2 separate regions of the Sus scrofa genome follow, and region 1 is linked to region 2. A link is a contact called in public Hi-C data. All regions are on one chromosome and are shown on one strand. Each heading gives the region's core, a stretch centred on a gene start, on an enhancer-like site or on the middle of the called end of the contact. The rest is flanking DNA. Distances are from core to core; before and after follow the strand shown.

What was found. A called contact is a pair of places that touch in the nucleus more often than the background predicts.
Region 1: a Hi-C map of retroperitoneal adipose tissue shows a contact between it and region 2, with 5 times the contacts expected there. The contact joins two enhancer-like sites. A contact is called at or near these places in 5 of 5 promoter capture datasets (fetal liver, fetal skeletal muscle, liver and 1 more), 29 of 47 Hi-C or Micro-C datasets (adipose tissue, alveolar macrophages, blood and 16 more) and 1 of 2 datasets of contacts at active chromatin or transcription factors (skeletal muscle).

Annotation. Positions count from the first base shown.
Region 1 is chr9:55,554,102-55,558,523 of Sscrofa11.1, forward strand. No RefSeq gene overlaps it. Among named protein-coding and RNA genes, the nearest start is that of ETS1, 44 kb to the left of the region's middle. Within about 2 kb of position 1,875, at least 12 of the 83 cell types and tissues checked have an H3K27ac peak or open chromatin away from gene starts, as enhancers often do. A contact at or near this core is called in adipose tissue and retroperitoneal adipose tissue, where this site is marked.
Region 2 is chr9:55,200,789-55,205,489 of Sscrofa11.1, forward strand. No RefSeq gene overlaps it. Among named protein-coding and RNA genes, the nearest start is that of ETS1, 310 kb to the right of the region's middle. Within about 2 kb of position 1,598, at least 25 of the 83 cell types and tissues checked have an H3K27ac peak or open chromatin away from gene starts, as enhancers often do. A contact at or near this core is called in adipose tissue and retroperitoneal adipose tissue, where this site is marked.

The sequences.
Region 1 (4,422 bases), core at 625-3,124, 350 kb after region 2:
ATACTCTGTTCTCATAATTCTTTTCATCCTGCATTCCAAATTACCTGGTCTCCACCGAGGACCCAAGCATTAAACACCATGATCCACCAGACCCCACTCCTGCTGACCACAGGTTAGAGGTATAAGACCCTGGCTTTCTTTGACCAGGAAGGCACAACAGATTCGGGGTGGGATAAGAACTAAGAGGGGAAAGGTGTAAATGTCCTCCTGATTTTTTTTTTTTTTCTTTTTAAGGGTTGAATGGGAGCTGCAGCTGCCAGCCTCCACCACAGCTACGGCAATGCATGATCCAAGCCACGTCTGCGACCTACATGACAGCTCATGGCAACACCAGATCTTTAACCCACTGAGTGAGGCTAGGGATTGAACCTGCATCCTTATGGATACTAGTTGGGTTCGTGACCCAGTGAGCCACAATGGGAACTCCCTTCCTCATCTTTCTTCTGATGCTTAACTGTGGGAGCGTTTTCTGATGAAGCTGTTTTGCACTTAGCGACCACCCTGAGGATCACATGCTCGTCTTTCCATTTCTGTGCAGAAAGGTCAAGGGCTCATGAGGTGTTGGGAGACCCAATCTGGGGCCCAGGTCCTTGTAGCCCTGAAGTCGCCGTGCAGGTGCTAAGGGGCAGGACAAAAAAAAAAAAAAAAGGCCCAGGCTTTGGGGTCAGAGAGACCTGAGCAGGAACAAGACCTTTGCCAACGGTGTGACCTTGGAAAGGAATTTAAACTCAATAGGTTGAAACTCAACTAAGCATCAACTGATCTCATGTGAAAATGCAAAAAACAGCATCTAACCACCGGGGTGGGTGTGATACTTCAGGGAGATAGCAAACAGAAGGTGCCTGGTCGTCGTCTAGGCATGGAAGATATTTGATAAGGCAAAAATCAGCACATCAATCGTTCTTTTTTTTTTTTTTTTTTTTTGGTACAGTGCCAGGTACCAGAGGCAGCTCAGCAGAGATTTCAAAGATAATTTTATTAGCTACCTAGAAAGGGAAAAGAGGGAGAGGAAGACAAAGAGGAAAAGGAAGAATTAGGAGCAGTTAGGGAGTTCCCACCGTGGCTCAATGGTGAATGCACCTGACTAGTATCCATGAGGACACGAGTTTGATCCCTGGCTTGCTCAGTGGGTTAAAGATCTGGCATTGCTGTGAGCTGTGGTGTAGGTTGGAGACGCACCTCGGATCCCGAGTTGCTGTGGCTCTAGCATAGGGCCGGCTACAGCTCCGACCCCTAGCCTGGGAACCTCCATACAACCCATGTGGCCCTAAAAAGACAAAAGACCAAAAAAAAAAGAAAGAAAGAAAGGAATTAAGAGCAGTTAGCAGTCTATCTGGGTTGAAACAGTAAGGATGGTAGTGGGCCAGCAGCTTTGTGGTGGAAGGTGGAAATTGGGAGCCCCAAGGTGAGGCTGTAAAGTGTGTGTCTGAAAAAGGGGGAGCATCTCTGTGGGGGATGGGCTCACAGCCTGAAAACCGAGGTGGGTCTTTATCACCGAGCAAGAATCCAGCAAGCAAAGGAAAGGGCATTTCAGGCAGAAGGGAATCACAAGTGCCCAGTGAGATGGCTGGTCTGGGGTGGCCTGCATTGTGCAGAGCAGGGGGGAAGCCATGGGAAATGGGACAGAGAAGGCTGGCAGGGCTGCCCTGTGAGGGGCCCAGCTTGCTGAAGCCATGGGCTTTGATCCAAGACTTCAGAGGTTTCCAGCAGGGGGATGGCGGAGACCGGGCCAGATCTGCTTCCGAAAGATGGCTCAGGTGGGGAGCGTGGGGTCCCAGGGGGAGGGTAAGTGGGAGCAGAGAGAGGTGGCGGCCTCTCCAAATAGGAAAGACACCGCAGGTCCATGGCTACGTGTGGTCAAGGAGGACAACCCTCAAAGGCAAAGGTGGGCCCCAGACTCCTGCAGTTTCCAAGGCCACTTGGGTTTCTTGGGTGTCTGTTTCTCCTGCCCACCTATCTCTGCCTGCCAGCTGCTTTCTAATCCCAGAAATAAAGGTGAATAATCCAAAGGAAAAGGCCCCCAAACCAATGGGAATATTTATTTTAAGTAGACTGACGTCTGTAGGAAAGAGAAAAAAAAAATCTACCAGGTCTTGAATGGGGAAGCCATGACATTCGCACGGCCAGGCCATTGTGTAAAGAGAAAAATTCCTCAAGATTGTGTTTGTCCAAGAAATCAGACAGTTTACGGTCCTTGAGTCAAAACACTCAAAGATTGGAAGCCAGAGTTTCCTGGGCTGAACCCAGTTACTAAATAAAATGAAAAGGAAAGAGCAATTAGATGCTGTGGATTGTTGTGAGGCGGGTGGGGTTGGTTCCAAGGCTTGAATCCAGCAGATGCAACCCAAGAAATTCACATTTGCTAGGCCCCCTCCCCAACCCAACTGGTGCTGCTGGTGCTGCCCCTGAGCCACAGTGAGACCTTCTGGGTCTGGAGAGGCCCTGGGGCCCCGTGGAGGCTGTGAGCCTGGCCAGGTCTTACACGTCAGCCAGGCTCATGGCAGAGATCAAAAGAAATTCACCATCTTCCTGCTATTTTGAGTAACAGTTTTCTCTAGTGTCCTGCAAAGAATGCCCCCCAGGAAGAGGGCCTGCCCTCTTCCATCCTTCCTGAAATGTTGGGAGGGCCAGGGGTGGGGAATGTGGTCACCTACGGGGGAAGGAGATTAACCAGGAAAGAAAAATGGGGACCGAGAGAGCAGGATGACAGACGGCTGCCCCATAAAAATCCAAGGCTGTGCCCCCCTTTCGTGTCCCCTGGGCCTGCACACCCATGAGCTCAGGGGCCACTAGTAGACACAGGCTGTGAGGAGAGAACTCTCTGTAGCATGAACCCCCTCCCCAGGCTGAACCCTAAAAGAAGAGAGGGACCAGGATGAGGACAGAGAGCCACTTGACACTGTAACACCCCTTCCCCACTCCCAGTCACTGGCCACGAGCTGTTTGTCATCAGGAAGATTCCAGCTGCCTCCTGCCTGAGGATCAAAAAACAGCAGCCCTCCTGGCCTGGCTCTCTGGGTTTGGGGTTGCCCAGTGACCCTGGATGCTCCCCTGATGGCCCCCGCATGACCACAGCTCGGTGGCTTTCAGAGGGCCTGCTTTCTGGATTGGGGTCACCGATGGAGCCACAGGCATTCGCCGCCTGAAGGTTCACCAGGATGAAGTTGTAAGGGTTGCATTTGACCAGCGCTCCGGAATTGAGGATAAGGTATAGCTGGACGTTCCAAGCAATGACAGATTCAGAAGGAGGCGTGAAATTTCCTCCTAAAGGTGAGGAGCACAAACATTTCATAAACAAATGAAAGAGGAAAAACTGCAGCCGAAGCCTGTCAACTATAAACTGTACCGCTGTTTGTTTCAAAAAAGCAGATGATTTTTTTTTTTTTTTTTTTTTTGGTCTTTTTAGCTATTTCTTGGGCCGCTCCTGCGGCATATGGAAGTTCCCAGGCTAGGGGTTGAATCAGAGCTGCAGCCACCGGCCTACGCCAGAGCCACAGCAAAGCAGGATCCGAGCCACATTTGCAACCTACACCACAGCTCACGGCAACGCCGGATCCTTAACCCACTGAGCAAGGCCAGGGATCGAACCCTCAACCTCATGGTTCCTAGTCGGATTCGTTAACCACTGCGCCACGACGGGAACTCCCTCAAAAAAGCAGATGAATTTGACTTGCTTTTTAGAAAGTAAAGGGCTAGACTTTTTTTGCCCTCTAAAGTCCTTTTTAAAGAGGGCTCCATTTCTGCGACTGCCCCTTCCAAGAACAGGATTCCGTGTTTTCTGAGGGCAAGTCTGATTCTCTGTGTCCCTGAGGAGTGTTTAATGGTCACCGACACCGCAGGGCAGAAAACAGAAGGGGCTGCCAGACCTCACTGAGGCCATCAAGGGCTGGGGTGGGGGTGGGGGCGGTTTCATTCATTCCTATTCAGCTCCCGGCTCCACCTTTCTTGGTGGAGCCCTGCTGATGCGGGCCGGTGTGGAGAGCAGGGTCACTCTAAAGGATGTAGACAGCCTGGATCTGAACATGGCTCAATTCACTGAGGTGGTCTCCGAACCCCAACCCCCCCCCGCCCCCCGCATAACTGCTCAGGACCAGGCTCCCCCCAGAGGGACAGCGCCTTGTGCCTTCTGTGTCTTGGTCCCTGACCCTTCTCCTTCCGCTTCCCAACCCACAATTTTTTTCAGCAAAGGAACTGTAAACTAGAATCACCCAAAGAAAGACATTGGGGATACGTTCTCCATCCCATATGGAAGCGTTTGCTTTTTGTAGAGCGAAAGAAGTCTGGCCAGAGCTGCAGGAGATGGACGTGAACATGAAGCCAAGAAGGCTGGGACCAGAATGGGGGTCCAGGGAAACCCACCTTCTGAATGTCCCCAGACTCCACCAGATTGGCCCTGATGGTTCTGCTGGAAGTGAGGGCCTT
Region 2 (4,701 bases), core at 348-2,847:
CATGTATGGGTTTACATGCTTACTCTCTGTCTCCTTCCCACACTTAGGCTCGATTAGGCACTTGTGGCCAGAAATTTGATTTGTGTTCACTACTGATCCCAGGATATACATCTTCTAAAATTGTTTAAAGAAAAAACAAAAAAGCAATGTAAATGGTGAAAAAAGAAAAGAATGAATGGCCAAAAAAGAAGGAATGAAATCTCTCCCAACACCTCTCCTTAGGTCAGTGGTTCCCTGTTGGGGACAGCTTTGCTCCCAGGGTCAGATGCTACATGTTTCTTCCTTACTTGGCAGCAAAGGGAAACTTAGCTGAGTAGGTAGGAAAACCAATAATAACACACACACTCTCTTCATGACTGTCCACGTTAGGGGACAAAATGGTGTCATCTGGGGCTCATGGCCATGGAGAAATGGACACACCGGTCTCCCCCACCAGGAGTTGGTAGAAGTTAGCTAAGTGGTGAGTAAAAAATATGCAAAAATGGTGAATGTGAACAGGACAGTCCAAGATGAGGCTGTTACTCTGGAAAACCATCAGCCCTTCAGCTAAGAACTCATAATGAATCAATTGTCAGTTCAGCCCAACGATTTGTGAATGGAATGCTTTCCAGTGAATGAATGAATGCAGTTCCATAATGTACAAAGTCTGACTCAAAATGGGCCGAGAGATGGAACATGATCTGACGGATCAATTACTGCACATGTTTTCCCTCCTGTCAACCACAGTCATTTGTTTTTACTCCATCACCCAGACATTAGCAAGCCACAGCCAATTGTAGGAGAAACCCTGTCATTTGTAATGTGACTAGATAATTGTCCATCGGCTGTTTTCCACACAGAGAAGCATTTTTGACCTGAGGACTAAAGTCTTCGGGCCAGTGAAGACCTTTTACTCGAACTTTCTGCCAGTAGGAAGACTCTCATGGCTCTGCACCGTGAAGTCCTGGAATTCAGAAGGTCTACCAAAGTCTTCAGTTTCCTTCTGATGTCTTTTTGCAGGCTATGCCACATTCACTAAGAAACAGACTTAGAAGAAATACAATTGACACTTTCTGAAAGGGACACCCCGGGTGCATTTAGGTAATGTGTTTCTGGCCTCTCAAGTCTTACAATGAGAAAAATTTGTTGTTATTTTGTGGTGCTGTCTCTCTGCTATTAGATACATCGCCGCTTTTTTTTGGTCCCTTTTTATCCCACCTTCCATGGAGCTGGCAGAACTACTGACCCTTAACTAGGAACGAGGCATATAGGGAAGAATTCGTGTTAATAGTTTCCTCTACTATATGCAGATTCTGTTTACAGAGTAGATTTTATTTCACCAAAGGTCTCCAGCAGTTTTACCATAGCCTCATTTTCAATAGAGAGCTCAATACAATGATTAGACCTTCCAGAAATAAGAAAAGGATGCAGAGAAATTGCCCTAATATCCTTCATACATTTTGTACCCTTAAAATTAGCTTGCAGTCTGTCCTGACTTTTTGTCAAACCAGAAGCCTAAATGTAAAACAGTTCCAGTTATAGTAAAGGATTACTGGTCTGGGTCAAGGCGGCGTCATGTCATCTAAACTCCTGCCGCTAGAGGGAGTCAAACCCAGCAATCCGCAACCCAAGGCCCCGGCAGAGAGCAAGGTTGCCTCTTTTACCTTTCTCTTTAAACAAATGATTCTCAGCTCAGTTGCCCCAGAAAAACACCAGCATCTGGTGTGCTCTGTTTATTCTGAGGTTACTATTTCTAAAAATAGTTTTCTGAAAAATTGCCCTCGCCGGCTGGGAAGCACACAGCAGAGTGGTGAGCCCTGAGTGGGAGGTACTCCTGCCTCAGGGACGCTGGAGGCTGGGAGTGTGGGACAAGAAAGCGCTAAACACACACACACACACACACACACACACACACACACACACACACAACACACACACACAAAACTGATTGACATGCAGAAAACTGCAGATGGCCATGAGGAGTGAGGGTGGTAAGCCAGAGCCACCAGGCCTGGTAGAAGCAGAAAGTCAGCCTGGAGATGTGAACACCCCTGCTGAGCCCCCAGAGATGAGGAAACAATTTGAGGCTGTGGTGCCCCTCACAGGGGGCAAAGTGGGGGCAGGGGGAGGGGGCAGCTCTGGACCAGAGGTTTGCTTCAGCCAGGTGGTGGCAGAGGATGGGGGTCTTGCCAACCTCTGCTGGTCTTCCAGACAGCAGAAGGGAGTGTGTGTGTGTGTGTGTGTGTGTGTGTCCACAGAACATGCTAGAAGGTGATGAGAGGAGAAAGTCAAAATTTTAGAGGTTCTTTCCTTTTTCCTTGCCCAAGTTTTCTCCCTAGCCAATCTTCCAATTCCATCATTTTTAGAATCATTTTTATTTTTTTATAGATTCCACTCTAACCCCCCCGGAGACCTAGAGTGAAGAACTTCACTCCAGCAATCCCACTCCTGGGCATCTATCCAGAGAAAACCATGACTTGAAAAGACACATGTACTCCAATGTTCATTGCAACACTATGTGCAATAGCCAACACCTAGAAACAACCTAAATGTCCATCAGCAGAGGAGTGGATCAAGAAGATATGGTACATATACACAATGGAATATTACTCAGCCATTAAAAGGAATGAAATACTGGCATTTTTAGCAACATGGATGGACCTAGAAATTATAAAGCTAAGTGAAATCAGTCAGACAATGAGACACCAACATCAAATGCTATCACGTACATAGTGGAATCTAAAAAAAGGACACAATGAACTTCTTTGCAGAACAGATACTGACTCACAGACTTTGAAAAACTAATGGTTTCCAAAGGAGACAGGTTGGGGGGTGGGGAAATATGCTGGTGGTTTGGGATGGAAATGCTATAAAATTTGGCTGTGATGATCATTGTACAACTATAAATGTAATAAATTAATTGAGTAATATAAAATAAAAAAAAATTTTAAATCAAGAAAAAAAAAGAACTTCACTAGTAGAACTCCTGTCTCTCGGAAGGGTATTGGGGGGAATATTCCAGGTACCCCAGGAGGGAGCTGTGTGCTTCTCCCTCTCCGATTCCCTGCCCTGCACCCAGCTGCTCCAGCTTTCCTCTCCTGTCTCTCATCACCACGTTGCCCTTGTCCAGAGAGTCAACCTTGACTGGCCTTCAGTGGTTGGGGGACAAGTGGCTGCAGCCAGGTCCTGGTGGTGCCACACAGGACGTGGGAGAACCTGATGCACAGACCACACTCTGTAGAGGATCCAGCTGCTTCCCTGGCCCTCACACCCCAGGGCACGTGGGAAGCAGGGTCTCCAGGTCTCCAGGGCAGGTTGCTGAGGACGGGGCTTCTCTGTGTTACCCTGATGACCTCATAGAAGGACTTCGTCTCCTCGGACCCTGGGGAAATCCTCTATCTGAGCTTTCAGTGTTACTGCCGAAACGTACAGTGTCTGAGTCTCTGCCTTAAGGCAGAAAGAATACCAGCTTGGGTAGCAAGGCATTCTGGCTTCCAGTGCCTGCTCTGTCCAGAGCCAACTCTGATTTCAGATAAGCCATCACCCTCCTCCGGGCTTCCATTCCGTTACCTGGAAAATGAGACTATTCAGTGAGACTTTCTGTGAGATCTTTTTTCTGGCTCAACAGGTCCCTGATTTCAGCCAGTTGCATGCCGAGTCTCTGACCACACCTAGCCCACTGCCTCCACCCGAAGTCGGCAAGGGAGAGGTCTTGGGGCGAAGTGCCTGCCAACCCCAGGGTACGCGGCCGCACCGCGTGGGAGGAAGCAAATTTAGAAGGAAACAAGCTTCATTTGTTCTGCCTGATATGGTTATCTCTGCGGAGCTTGTGCCCAGGCAAGCGAGCTGAGGGCGAGGAGGAAGGGGAGGGGGCACGCCGTCAAATGTCAGGTGTTGAGCAAAGACTTTGAAGTCTGACAATGGAGACTTCCGGTAACTTTTGTCTCTACTTTTGCAAAAAGGAGGGAGGGAGAGGGGAGAAAAAGATGGGGGAGACAGAAAGAGAGAGAGAGTGAGACAGAGAAGATAAAAATGAATCACAATATGAGGCAACCATCAGGTAGGTTTCATACAAAGTTTAGGCAAATATTATCTAAATTACGTGTCATCTGGGACTTTCTTCTTGGACCATCTTTCAGGGATCCCTGCCTATCATTCTGAATTAGCCCTGAACTTCAAGCCATCTTGACACGTCCATGTGATCATGAACTTGTCTGCATGCTGAGAAGCATGAATGGGCCAAGTGGCTGAGAATCATGGCCCGGGTAAGACCGGCACATTCCTGCAGGGAGAGAAACAGAAGCACACAGGAAGGGATGGACAGCCCTCAAAGCAGCAGGGCGAAGTGTGACACGGGGCTATTATTTATACGGGTCACACACACATACCCATAGGTAGAAAATACATCTCTGAGCCACGGTGGTCTAGAAAGTGTTCACAAGTGACATGGAAATGGATTGCTGAAGTCAGCGTGAGTTTCTGTATCCAGACAGGTGTGTTTTGAAAAATCATGGGGGAAAAAACACCCCCTCCTCATCTCATGGTGAGCCAAGCAAAGTCATACCTTTTACCACTCTGTGGCCCAAATCTCTACATATTAGCCAGGAAAAGGCCCAGAGGAAGGTTTTTCAGCGGACGCTATAATAATGGAAAGTGGAAGATGAGTGAGACAGCAAAGGGATTGTGTTCAAAGGGCCAGCCTCCTATCTGTGACACTTGAGT